Linked DNA regions of Aedes albopictus: region 1 is linked to region 2. The links are chromatin contacts, called in public Hi-C maps. All regions are on one chromosome and are shown on one strand. Each heading gives the region's core, a stretch centred on a gene start, on an enhancer-like site or on the middle of the called end of the contact. The rest is flanking DNA. Distances are from core to core; before and after follow the strand shown. Region 1 holds the start of LOC115270379 (LIM/homeobox protein Awh-like). Region 2 holds the start of LOC109403072 (LIM/homeobox protein Awh).

Region 1 (6,916 bases), core at 1,521-4,020, 380 kb before region 2:
GAGAATCGAAAAACTGACCTCTCCTTACACTTTGCCACATTTCTATGATGTTGAGCCATTTTAACTCAATTTAATTAAGGTTATTATCTGCTAATATAATGTACTGAACAACCAACCAAGGCTGCTCAAATTTGATCAACGCGTTTTTTTATAGCCCTGAAAACTTGTCCTCTTTATAAAATGATCAGTCCTTTCAGTGTTGCAAAAAATCATCTCATTCATTTGAACACTAACCAACAAACCTTTTCAATAATTTTTACTTCTAGTCATGTTCAAAACGATTTCATTCAATCAGATCACCTATCAAATGAGAAGCGAATCTTTGTCAATTGAATAAATTGTCACTCGAATGAGTAGCAGAGCACAAAACACGAAAAACCCTTGAAAATTCCGCCAGACTGAAAAAAATATCGAATGTCGGGTTAAAGTCGGGTCAATTTTTATCAAGTGTTGGACCACTGTTGAACCAACATCGAACTAGTATTGGGTCTATGTTGGGTTTGGTGGCCAAAGTAAAAATAGGTGAATGATAGGTTGATGTCGGGTTTGACGTCATCAATGATGGTAAAAGCCTAGGTAAAAGCTTTAATTCTACAACACCACAAATTTTGCTTCCCAGCTGGGCCTCAATTGAATGATAATGTGCCTTGACTGAGGCTGAAGCTGTGTCAATTGAATGATCAGAGGCTATTCAATTGATATTCCGATGGTAAATGGAAAAATGAGTGGTTACCTATCTCAGTTTCAACTTCGAATGTCGGTTGATACTGACACTTCGCAGCACTGTGTTCTTTTAATGTTGCTACTGCCTAATTAGAAATCTGAAAAATTGTCAGCATTGGTAAGAGTATTTAGAAAATCCATAGTTTCTTGGCTTCCGTCTATAAGGCTGACACAAATTTCGATTTTCTCTTATGTCAACCCCCCCCCCTCGGACAATTTTTGTGAAATTTCTACAGTTTGAAGGGGGACACAAATATATTTTTCAAGAAATTTATAAATTTTAAACTGAAATTTAAGTCGTCGAGAAAATTTCTTAACAAATCCGATGAGTTTGACGATGTTGCCTAGTTGTTTGGGGAATTTTTCATCAAATACATTTATTATTTATCATACAACCCCCCTCCCCCCCCCCCCCACCAGAAGAAAATGAGATTTGTTCCGTCCTAAGGTAAAACGACAAACTGATAGACTTGGCCACCCTGGAAGCCGGCATTCTAACTCATAATTACCCTTGTAATTAGAAAGAAATATTGATCTTCAATCTTGATTTTAAGTATTGATTACAGTCCCAGTGTAATTATGATGTTGAAGTTTATGATCTATTTCCTGTGTAATTGCCATTCTTTATTAAAGGTCTACTCAACTTTAAAGTTGTTCGAAGCTTCCAGATTCGATTCACCACCAACTGCGGGCTGATTGGAAGCGGTAGCACATAATAGTAAAAATTGTAGGTTATAGCATGGAGTGAGCAATAAAGTCATTATTCATTCGCATGGTAATACAATTTCGATTGCTCTCAATAAAACGGCAAACTTTCAGTGACAACAAAAAATAAAACACGACCAGAGTGCTGGTTGGGTAGGGGAGGGAAAGGTACTCCCAACAGGATTCAGAGTTTTTGTACCCCTTTCACCACCCTCTTGGTGTATGTTGTTCCTTTCGATCTGTTTTGCAGTGCTTTTATGCTTTGTGTCCGAGTCATAATAAATGCTTAAACATGAAGCTGAGCATAACATATTGAAGTTATGCGAGAGAGGGAGAAATGTGGGATAAGGTGGGGTTGTAAGCCACGCCCCCTGGATAAAGAACGCAGTTTATTTTCTTCTGCAATTCACATGGTGGCTTATGTACTATTTCGAGAGAGGTAATATCGTCTCGCTCTCGAAAGCTCCCACTCCGAGACCTCTGATATTTCTCACTTGAAACCCGAGAGAGAATTCGTTTCAAGAGGGCCGTGTAGATTCAAAATGAAAGCAGACGTGTGGCATGGGAATGGATGGTAGTGCCCGTCGGAGACTCATGAATGGATGCTTTTATGATGTTCGTCGGTTGTGCCGTGTGTGGGACCGGATGGATGCTGTAAGGTAGGTGAGCAAGCGAAAATAAGCGGCTTGCGGGCATGCAGTGTATGTTTAGGCTGAGTGAGGTACCGGCCGCGCGGAGAGTAACCAACCGTGTACTGATCTTGGTCGCGGCGGGAGAAAACGCGAGATTTGCCAACCGGCACACAGCTTCCAGTCGTTCGTATCGATCTGATCGAAAGGGATCAGGTGTTTCTTCGAGTTGAGTTGTTTCGCGTGCATTGCGACGGTGTTTTCTTGTTCGTGTCGTCGAAGCCGGAGAAGTCCAACGCGAAACCGATTTTTCATTAGACACATTCCACGCACTTCTACACCGCGGTTTTTGAACTTCATTGAACGATATTTCCGAGCTCTGGCTATCGATTTTGATTATTTTTGCTTTAAAATGAAGATAATTACTTGTATTCTTCGAATAGTACCTGAAACTTTGAAAACTACTTCTAAAAAGTAGCAAATTTCTTGTCGTTCGGTCAAAATTCGTCATTTTTTGCGATGGTGTCCCGTTACGCTGTATTTCTTGATTTCTTTCGAAGTACAAAGGCCCAATTCCCAACTAGAAGGCACAAAATGCATCTTCCATTCAAATCTGATCGTTTGATATGCTGGTTAGCATGTATTTAACAACATAACAGTTTTTGGAAGCAAAAGTTTGATTCTCGCGCAAAACGTAACGCGTGGAATGTGTCATTAGCGCGCGTGGTTTTGTTTTTGGGCCCCGCATAGAATTACGGGCCGAGTGGACGCGGTTGAGGACACTGGCGCCGACGGAAGGTGGTAGCTGTGGGAACGGAAAGCGGCCGTGTTCGCCGTCTGCAGTGGCGTGAGAATCTTCGCATTTCGAGGAAGTGTGAAAGGGTGAAGCAAGGTATTCGGTGATTAAGAAGCGTGGGTTATCAACAGAGAAGTTTTGGATAATGTTTACCGTGAATGAAATTTACGTAGTGCGTATGTCCATGCTATGTGTTTTTGGCAGATGATTGTGGATAAGTGCCAGTGATCTAAGTTAAATTAGTGAAAAAAGGACAAGTAATACTACCAGCAATGGATACCATAAAAATAGAGCAATTGAAGGTATGTTTTCTGATTATAGTATACATAGGGTACATATACCATTCCTTGGCCTAACTTGCAAGCCGCCTTGACAATTTTGACCATAACTCATGAATTAATAGCAATAGAAATATTATGTTGACCCTATTACACACTCTAGGCAATGCATGTTTCACCAATTGGAAGCAAACTTACGTAAATATTCAAGAATTTACTTAATTAAGCTGAAAAGGTTCGATGCGATGGTATGCAACGTCGGTCTATGGTACAAAAATTGGCCTATTAGTGGATACAACGTTGGCCTATTGCTTTCCATGCACTAGAAACACTAATTATCTATTTTTTTTTCAATATTTCTGCTAAAGCATTATCTCTGCTTGTTCACCAATCTTGCTTTAAAATTATATTTTCTTAGCCAAATTTTCAAAAAAACTATAAATAAATCACTTTAACTAAAGTTCTTTCTTAATTTAGTAACGAAAACAACGCAAACCTATTATTGTGTTATATTTTTACAGTCGCCGCACACAAAATCTTTCTTCCTGTTCGTTCTTTCTGGTTCTTACACAAGAAATGTCGTTGACGTCTTTTTATCGCTGTTTTTGTCGTCACTTTACTGATGGGCCAAGATTTGGGTACATAGTGAAAAAAATGTCCTCAATATTCGGCCCACATTCAATTTGTAAAATAGTTATTATTCGTTGAAATCAAATACACAAGTTCAAAATAGCGTCTTTGACCGTCGCATCAAATGTTCAGTTATTGAAAAGTCAATTCGAAATGTTCCAGAATCATGCCATTTATGATCATGTGTATAGACTACCCACTAAGCCGAAGAATCATGGCGTCTACAAAAGCTAAACAAAGTGACATTTTTATTCAATTTTAATGCTCCAAAGTGCTAAAATTGAAACGAAATGTTACAGTTGTTTGGCGCATAGCTTTTCCGATATTCAGTTATGCGTGTTTGTTTGAGTTTTTGGTTTACATTGAGATAGGCCGAACGAGGGGACTATGCCAACGAAGCATCCAGATACCCTATCTAGTATTTATATTATATTTTGAAATCTTCAAAGACGATGCATGTCTTTAACCCTTTAATCCCAACCCCGCTTTAAGACAGGGTATAATTTGAGCATTCTGGTATTTTTTCTTTCCGGGGCAATGAAAACTTGTATATTATTGGCTGATATTTAGGGCTGTTCTGTATATTTTAAAATGGTTGTTGGTGTATTTTTAAGCGTATTTATTTTTTTAAATCATTGAAAAATTGTTGTTTGGTCATCTTTCAGATGCTATTCTATTTTTGTATCGAATCGCAAAAATTAACATATTAAAATAAAATCTCGATCGTTCTACTAAGTTTAAGGAAGTTGAATGCACTTTAACAATATTTTGATTAAAATTACACGGAAAGTTGAACCTTTCTATAAAATAAAAAAAAATATGTTTTAACAATAATCATAAAATCTCAAAATGTTTTCGTTTTAACCCGTTAAACCCCAGGTAAAAAATAAAAGTTCAAACAATCGCTAACAGCCTATTTCTTAACAGAATTTAACCAAATTTTGAACACAAACTTGCACAACACTTTAATTTTGGAAATATATGGGATCAACATTTTCTTGGACTTTTGGACGGAGTAAGGCCAGTGGGTCACTGGGTCAAGTCGGGCAAAAAAAAGGCCAAATACGATTCGCACCCCCATAACTTTCTTCTTAACGGAGTATTTCAATCAGAGTTTGCATATTCCGTTGCCTAATGATAGTTGAGGTTACTACAAGTTCGAATTTGAGATTTTCCGATAGGTTTCTTTTGAGTTCTTGGGATATTCAACATTTTTGAACCATCCAAGTCTACATTTGTGTTTGTCGTTTTCAAATGAAATTAAACACGAGATATTATTCCCTTATTGACCCCATAGGAGGTTCAAAAATGTAAATAATCAAATACAAAAATTCACAAAATTGCAAATTTAAAAGAATTACCTTTCAAAACATGTTTAAATCGATTTAGGATGACCACAAACAATATTCAAATCAAAATTTAAAAAATGGATATTAGAGGGTTAACTTTTAAACCATACTGAAAATATAAATATTACTTTGACAGTCACCTGACGGTGTGCAATCGATCACTTTGCAGAAACAGTATATTTCGTTGTTAGAAACGATTACTCTTTATCATTGACAAAATATTTTACCCTCACCTTATTTATACATGCTTAGTTATGATTTAATACTTTTTATATTAGGTACATTCAAAGCTTTACATTTCTCCAGAACTCTACGGTGTTGCTTTCATAACAGAAACTGTTAGTATATACAGGTTGATTCCGTTTTTGTCAACACGGTCCGCAATTTTCAGTTGACAAAAACGGAATACAGGTACCGTAATCCGGGGTCAAATTGATCACTTTAAAAAAAACTTTTGCGGATAACATCAGTGGCAATTCAAATATTGTCAAAAGATTTTCTGTAAACCAGTACCCAGTGGATCTCCATGGAACCATGTGGCAGAATTTTGTTCAACAAATTTAAACTTTAAGTTAAATAACTCCAAAAATCAAAAAATTGGAACATTGGGGCCACTTTGGGGCGAAATTGATCAGTATACATATACAATTAAGCATCGGTTGGAAAGGAAAATTTCCTTCTTCGCTTAATTTTTCCCTTCTAATACCGAATAACGCGTTTAAAATCTTACAACTAGTGAATTTAATACTTTAAATGCAAAATTTAATTTTAAAATTTCCCCTTAAACGCCTAAAGGTAGGCAATTTCATTTGAAATAAGTGATTTTCATCACAATAAATGACTATTTAATCATAAAATGAACTTTTTTTTAACTATGTCCTGTTCTGATTAGCTACATAGCTTCCCAACCAAGGCTCCACAAAAATGTTAAAACAGAGAATTTACGGGAAGTCCTATTAGCAATCGATTGTTTAGTAGCAATGATTTCAGTTAAATGAGAAATACATTGCAAATTCCTTAAAAAATAAGGCAAAACCAACTTTTTTCTAAAAAAATAAAAGTTTACACTCATCTCTAGACATCTACGAACCAGATGACGTGAAAAGTTTAAGATCATTTTGACGCTGAAGAGTTCCTAGTATGGAATTATAATGTAGTACCCGAATGATCAATTTCACCCCGCTGATCAATTTGACCTCGGTTTACGGTACTCTTCGATATAACGTACAAAAAACTTTTCTCTTTGTACGTTATATCGAAGTGTAAGTTATATCGAAGCAGAGAAAAAAAATTATATTTTTTATGATAGTGTTGATATATTTGATGTGAAATTAACCCCAAACAATGATTTCGGTGTAATTCATAAAACCAATAATGAAAAACATGAGTTTTCACGAAAAAGTAATTTAGTTTTTTGTGCTTCGATATAACGTACATTTTGCTTCGATATAACGTACACTATTTTTTCCTCAAATTGCGCTAGTTCTGGGTAACAAAGCTAATACTTCAACAAAACATTGATTTGAGTGATTTCGTAGTTTATCTGAGGGTTTTCCTGTAAAAAATAAAAATTTTCAATGTTGTACATTATATCGAAGCAAATTGTATGTTATATCGAATTCGCTATATCGAGGGTACGTTATATCGGAATTTAAGCGATTGCGCGCTGATTATATGGAATTAACCAATAAACTACCATCCGCCTCCTACACCTTCCATTCGGTGTCGTAAAAAGTTGGATGGAGCCCCATGGTCATTCGTTAGAATAAAAAGCGAGTAATGTCAGAGAGATGCGAGAGAGTTAGT
Region 2 (6,162 bases), core at 1,375-3,874:
GACTGGCCACTGCCGACTCAGTTATCACATGGCGAATATTCAGCAAGCTGATTCATTTGCATGTGATAGCTGTGAATCCGATTATGGAACTTCGTATCATTTGATATGTAACTGTCCCGTTTTCGCGCAACTGCGTTTCCGAGTATTCGGTAAACACTTATTAAGTGAAACTGACTTCAGAAACCTGAATCTTCAGGATATTCTGTTGTTCTTAACCCGCTGTGGTAAAGAGCTATAGGCTCTCTTTCGCTTTATGCGTTATTACAGTGCCCTTTTCAGGGCGCTGTTTGAACCCATTGTGGTACGCTTGTGCGTTAGTACCCTCTTCCAGGGTATTTTTCCTATTTCCCTACCTGTCCCTATCCCCATCCAACTCCTTTTTCCTTCCTTTTCCCTCAGGTAGATGATGAAATAGGCTGTTATTTTGGCGATGGCACAAATGTCCCAAATGGAGGATAACGTGCCTCTGGAGCCGGCCTTCTGATACCTGATAAAGTTCGGCCAACGGACTTCACTCAGTCCTAGGATCTCAAGCAGTGCTGAAAATTTCATTTCGTCATATCTAAATTCAATCACCTACAGCTCATTTTAGAAGCTGAACCTGAGAATATGATATATGAAAAACTTGTGCGGCTAGCTCAGTTCTGCAAGAAAGTCACGGAAAAAACGAAATTTTTCGAATATTTAACGTAAATGTCACGGACTACCTTCGAAAAATGCAAATGATATTCACGGTGAATATAATTTGGCATTTTTCAAAGGTAGGCCGTGACATTTACCTTAAACATTCAAAAAATAGCGGTTTTTCCGTGACTTTCTTGCAGAACTGGTCTAGCCGCACAAGTTTTTCATATACCATATTCTCAGGTTCAGCTTCTAAAATGAGCTGTAGGTGATTGAATTTAGATATGACGAAATGAAATTTTCAGCACTGCTCAAGCTTCATACGGCATGCCTCATTGGCTAGTTGTGCCAGTTTACCCTGATGGGCTACGGTTAATACATTCCAAGTTCAAATTCTTGTTCGTTGTTTCGCGCTAAAAATCGTTGAGGTTGAATCAATTCGTGATTTTTGTATGAGAACTCTAAAAAATGTCTATGGGTCGTCACACTTTGCTAAAAGCCCCCATCCCCCCTTCGTGAGCGTGATACAATTTATGACAGTTCAATCGGGGCCCGATCAAAAAGTTTTCTCCATACAAATTTTAAATGTACTTTAAAAATAGTTCCCGGCCACCTAAAATTGCCATATTTTGGATTTCAACTAATGCTTGAACGGAGATTCCGATTATGATATAAAGTAGATATCCCTAAAAAGTTTTGAAAAACCCAATTTTATCGTTACGTAATAAATGGTCGATGCCTATTCAAAATCATGGGGTCTTGAAGATATAATTTTGTGAATAACTCTTTAACTGTCAGATCAGGGTAGAAAATTCAATGACACTCAATTTGCTATGAGTATGACCAACCCCACCCACCGACTGGTTTTGATTTTGCGTCATAATTATATCTTCACCTTCGATCGAAGATTACAATCTTGTGTTAGATTCAACAGCTAAAACAATCATCCACGCACATACACTGTCGATTATTGCGTCAAAGATTAAATGCTCTAATAAAAAACGTCTCAAATTCCCCCTTAATGAGCCTTTGGCAGAGGAAACTAGTAAAGCCCAATTATGAAACGGACGAAGAAACAATCGGTTTTACGATTTCGGGGTGTCTAATTGAAATCGAAAAGACGCCTGGCACCAAACAGCCTCGACACATTAGCACATTGTGTCCGTTTTGTTTCGCTAAGCTTTATGGTAAATCATAAAAATTCATCAACCTTTTTACTTATAGCGCCATCCGGCTGACGACGACCAAATGCTTCTCTGGGATGATTTATTGGACAGTTCGCACAGGTTCGTAACGAGGCTTCTTATACGCAGGAGTCGGCCAACAAACTTTCCGTCATCATTTTCCGGACTCTTGCGGGCTCTTTAAACATGGTTCATAAAAGCAATCAGAATCTTTAAAATAAAATTAAATTTCTAGACTCTCCCGAGTGCCATCCTTTGGCTCAGTTCAAACATGCTTGTTATGAAAATACAATCATCGCACTAAATAGAGAAATAAACCATTTCAACCCCTATGCGATTTCAGAAGAGATAAATGCTCAAATATCGGAAAGATGTTGTGAGGGGTTCAATGGGAGAAGAATAATGCGAACCCGTAGTAGGCGGAGCATTCCTAGTTTCCATGACGCCTTGCTGTTATGTACAAAAGATTCTCTGCGAGCATCGTGGATTCTCCTGAGAGAAACAAGGGAAACAGACTGAACTTGTACACAAAAGCTTTGAAACAATGAGAGAATATGATAAAATTATCTCGCTCTCGAAAAATTGAGCAAAGCATAGAAGTAAACAAAAACATAAAAAGCATCATACAAAAAATGTTAAACAGAAACTACAAACAAAGTCCGAAGCCAGCTGATCTCTAGCTTGTTATTTCCTCAGCTTTTCGCTTGCATCTCACACATGATATGAAGTGGTACCGCAAGATCGAATCTTCAGAGCGAGCCTATAGTTGCACCCGGTTCATAACAAATCGATAAAAGCTGCTGGAGTAAAATGAGAGAAATCTTCCAATGCATACCAATCGACGGGTGCACCAGTCCCGAACGAATAACGGTCGCGATTAGACGTGTTGGTTTTTCTCACGCCGAAAAGCTCTCGAAATTCAGTTGATCGCGTGTTTGGTCCCGCGATTATGGTCTACTTTACCGGCGTTGTTCTATAAAATAAAAAAAATAGTTCGATTGTTAAAATAATTAGCAATTGGTGATCTCGTAATATGATGGTGAATTTTATTGTTTACCCAAACAAAAAATCATTAAAACAAGAAAACCGCATTGCTTATGGGGTACTCCTGAAGTGAAAAACAAAACGCTGAAGACGTTGTGACGGATTACATTCGGAATGCGGTGCAATAAACAAATGAATTTGGCAGCCCATTGTTTGTGGGAACGGCATTCTTCAGGGATCATCATAGGGGACGCACACGAAGGAAAAATAAGCAACTGGATTGAATCCATGCAATAGTGATAGGCAAATTTAACATGAAGGTAAGTTAAGAATGCCGACGGCTTTTTTATCTTGAAAATATTGTGAAGATAAGATGAAGATTAGTTGTGGCTACATAGAATGTATATGCAATGCATACACGGAATGATTTTGCCAATTATAAAATTAGGCGGAATTCCACGGAAACCTGTGTTCAGTGAATCAAAATTAAACCATCGCGCAACAATAATGACAATGTCGCAACCTGTATTTGTTGCGACAAAACAACACATGCGACATAAGTTTGTCCCAACTTGAAAAAAGTTATAAATTTTCTGGCTTAAGTGACCAAAACAACAAAAATTTTCAAACTATTTTGTGAAAATACAAAAAATCTATCAAATTTGTGAATAATTGTATTTAAAAAAAATGTAACTAATATGGGAGACTGAGGAGACGTGATCCCTGGGGAGCCTTGTTCTCCCCCACGTTTTTTTCGAAATCAAAACCAGTTTTCTTCTAGCATATTTTTTTTTAAACTTTTGGACAAAAGATTATGTTTAAGCTACAAGTGATTTCATATATGCATTGCAATATTTTATAATGACTGATGGCTAGTTTTCAGTCCTTCAGAAATATTTAAGGCGATTTCGATCGTATTTTAATAACTTTGTGAAAATTTAACCAAATCGTGTCAATATTTCCAAAAACTTAAAAAATCAAACATTTGAAAATGCCACTTTGGGGCGATTGATCAGCTTACAATTGAACATCGGTAAGAATAGAAAATTCCAATCGTAGTCCTTATTTCATTGCGTGGATCTTTGCCGTTTGTATCGAGTCGTATTTTCTCCTATGTTTCTCGCAATGGGGATTTTTACGGGTGGCTATTAGGCATACGCCAACACTCCTGTCTCGCCGGAGGGCCATCGTGCCAGTTCTGTTTAACGTCCCAACCAACACTGGGACGACAAGGCTGATGGGACTACCACCTTGGATCTAGCTGGGCGTGGTGCAGCGTTTCTTACTCAGCCGCTGGATGCCAGACCGTACCTCCTTGGTGAACAGACGCTCGGGTCGTACCTCCTCAATCTAGCTGAAGTCAGAAGGACAACAGTGCCCAGGCTGCACTACCAGCTAAGCACACAACTCTTAGCTGTCGGTCTTTTTTATCGCTAGGAATTTGTGAGGCTCTCCGTATCGCTCTCCTTATCCAATCACCGTTTTGCAGCCCTATCACCGATTGCAAGAGAGTTCGTGGGGCAATATCAGGCTGGATTCATGAGTGAACGCGCTACAACGGACCAGATGTTCGCCATCCGCCAGGTGTTGCAGAAATGCCGCGAATACAACGTGCCCACACATCACTTGTTCATCGTTTTCTATGACTATCCTGCATGTATGGGCAAAATATTAAAAAAAATTGTAGAGCCCATTTTTGAGTTAGGCCCTTTTAAAGGGCGTAAAGCCCTACATATATCCAAAGAAAAAAACGAAATATTTATGTACTCAGCCATTTTTTAACGATTTTGATGAGATATTTTCACTAAGAATCGTTATGCATTGTGTACCAGCATCAGCAGCACCAAACATAGTTTTGGTTGATTTGTTCATAAAAATGAGAACATTTGAGTGCTGTGATATGAATAAGTGAGTACAATTTACGTGAATATTACAATAAACTCCGAACATCTAGGTTTGCTTCAACTAAAACGTGGACAAAAATTACAAGAAAAGGAAAATATAAAGATATTCATGTACCTAATACATGATAAATGGTGACAAGCAAATTTAAAAAGAATATCAGGTGCTATGGCCGGACAAGATGGTGATTGAATCTTCCGCCATTGCTCTGTTGTTAAAAAAGAGGCAAATCTCAGCTTCTACTATTATTGATCAGAAATTTGATCGTTTACCCGAGTAGGTGAAAAAAATCTAATGCACAGCATATTCAGTTATCAGTTATTACTGAAGAACAAAAACTGATATTGGTTTGATTGATATAAGAAATAATAGCAAAATCTAGTATGGTGAATTGCTCAATAATAGGTCGTTAATATATTACAAGATCAAGCCAATAGCAGACAAGATTTGTCGACCATTTTCATAAAAAAAAATCCAACATCCAGCATCGACCTAGGTATTTACAGGCGCCGATGCCTACCACTCAGCTGTGGCTACCATGGGAATACCATGTGAATAAAAGCATGAGGTTCTTCGTTACCACAGCTCAGAAAGGGGCACATGGCATTTCATTAACATTGAGCCATCTCTATGGGTGTATGAATTCCATTTCATGCAGAAGAGCTAAATTTGTTCTTATGTAGAAATTTTCAGATATTTCGACATGAACAAAAACTGATATCATATCACTTTGAGTTATTCGTGCGATATTCATTGAATCTTTGAATATCACATCAAAATCACATCGAGCTGTGACAGCAAAAGTTGTTCGATTTGAGATATGATTTAGATATTCTCGTCTACCCGGGTATCTGCTCACTTCTGGTGCACAATCGACTAAAGTTTTGAACTTCATCTTCATCTTCAAAATATTAGAAAGAGAAGGAAGTAAAAATTACACGTCGTCCCGTGCGCCTGAACTGACAGTCAGGCCAAACATTTCTATAGGTCCTAAGTGCAGATGAGAGGCTCTCTTTAAGTCTCCTCTCTTTCGATTATAACGTGCTTGTTTTTAAAAATTTTGATTTACTTCTTGCGTCGGAAGGTAGATTAAACAATCCTTTTCCAATCAACACATCCCAAATTGTCAAAATGTCCACCGTGACATCGTAATTATTTAAAGCGAATCGGATCAAAGAGAGCCTGTCTTTTGCAGATTGGACCTTTAGATATATTTGTCACCAGTTCATTTGGCTACAATTCTCTTCGCCTCCGCGAGTCTATGGAATCTATAGTGTCCATAGTTAAAGCAGATAAAAAGCCATTTTCAGAATATCAATACATTTGATACATTTATACAAAACTAGCTGTCCCCGGCAAACTTTGTCTTGCCTACTGCGTTTTTGACGTTTCAAATCTCTAGGTCTCTAGCCAAGCCCAAGTCCCCGATCAAAATGCAAGAAAACCCGATTTTCAAAAACTCTCAATT

Evidence for each region. A called contact is a pair of places that touch in the nucleus more often than the background predicts.
Region 1: a Hi-C map of whole body shows a contact between it and region 2, with 5 times the contacts expected there. The contact joins the promoter of LOC115270379 here to the promoter of LOC109403072 in region 2. A contact is called at or near these places in 2 of 3 Hi-C or Micro-C datasets (embryo and whole body).

The regions. Positions count from the first base shown.
Region 1 is chr2:324,181,579-324,188,494 of AalbF5, reverse strand. LOC115270379 (LIM/homeobox protein Awh-like) reads left to right here and starts at 2,770. Exons shown (of 6, transcript XM_029879923.2): 1 at 2,770-3,155. The coding sequence starts at 3,126.
Region 2 is chr2:323,803,359-323,809,520 of AalbF5, reverse strand. LOC109403072 (LIM/homeobox protein Awh) reads left to right here and starts at 2,624. Exons shown (of 6, transcript XM_029879926.2): 1 at 2,624-3,112. The coding sequence starts at 3,107. The region is part of intron 1 of LOC134288239; the gene reads right to left.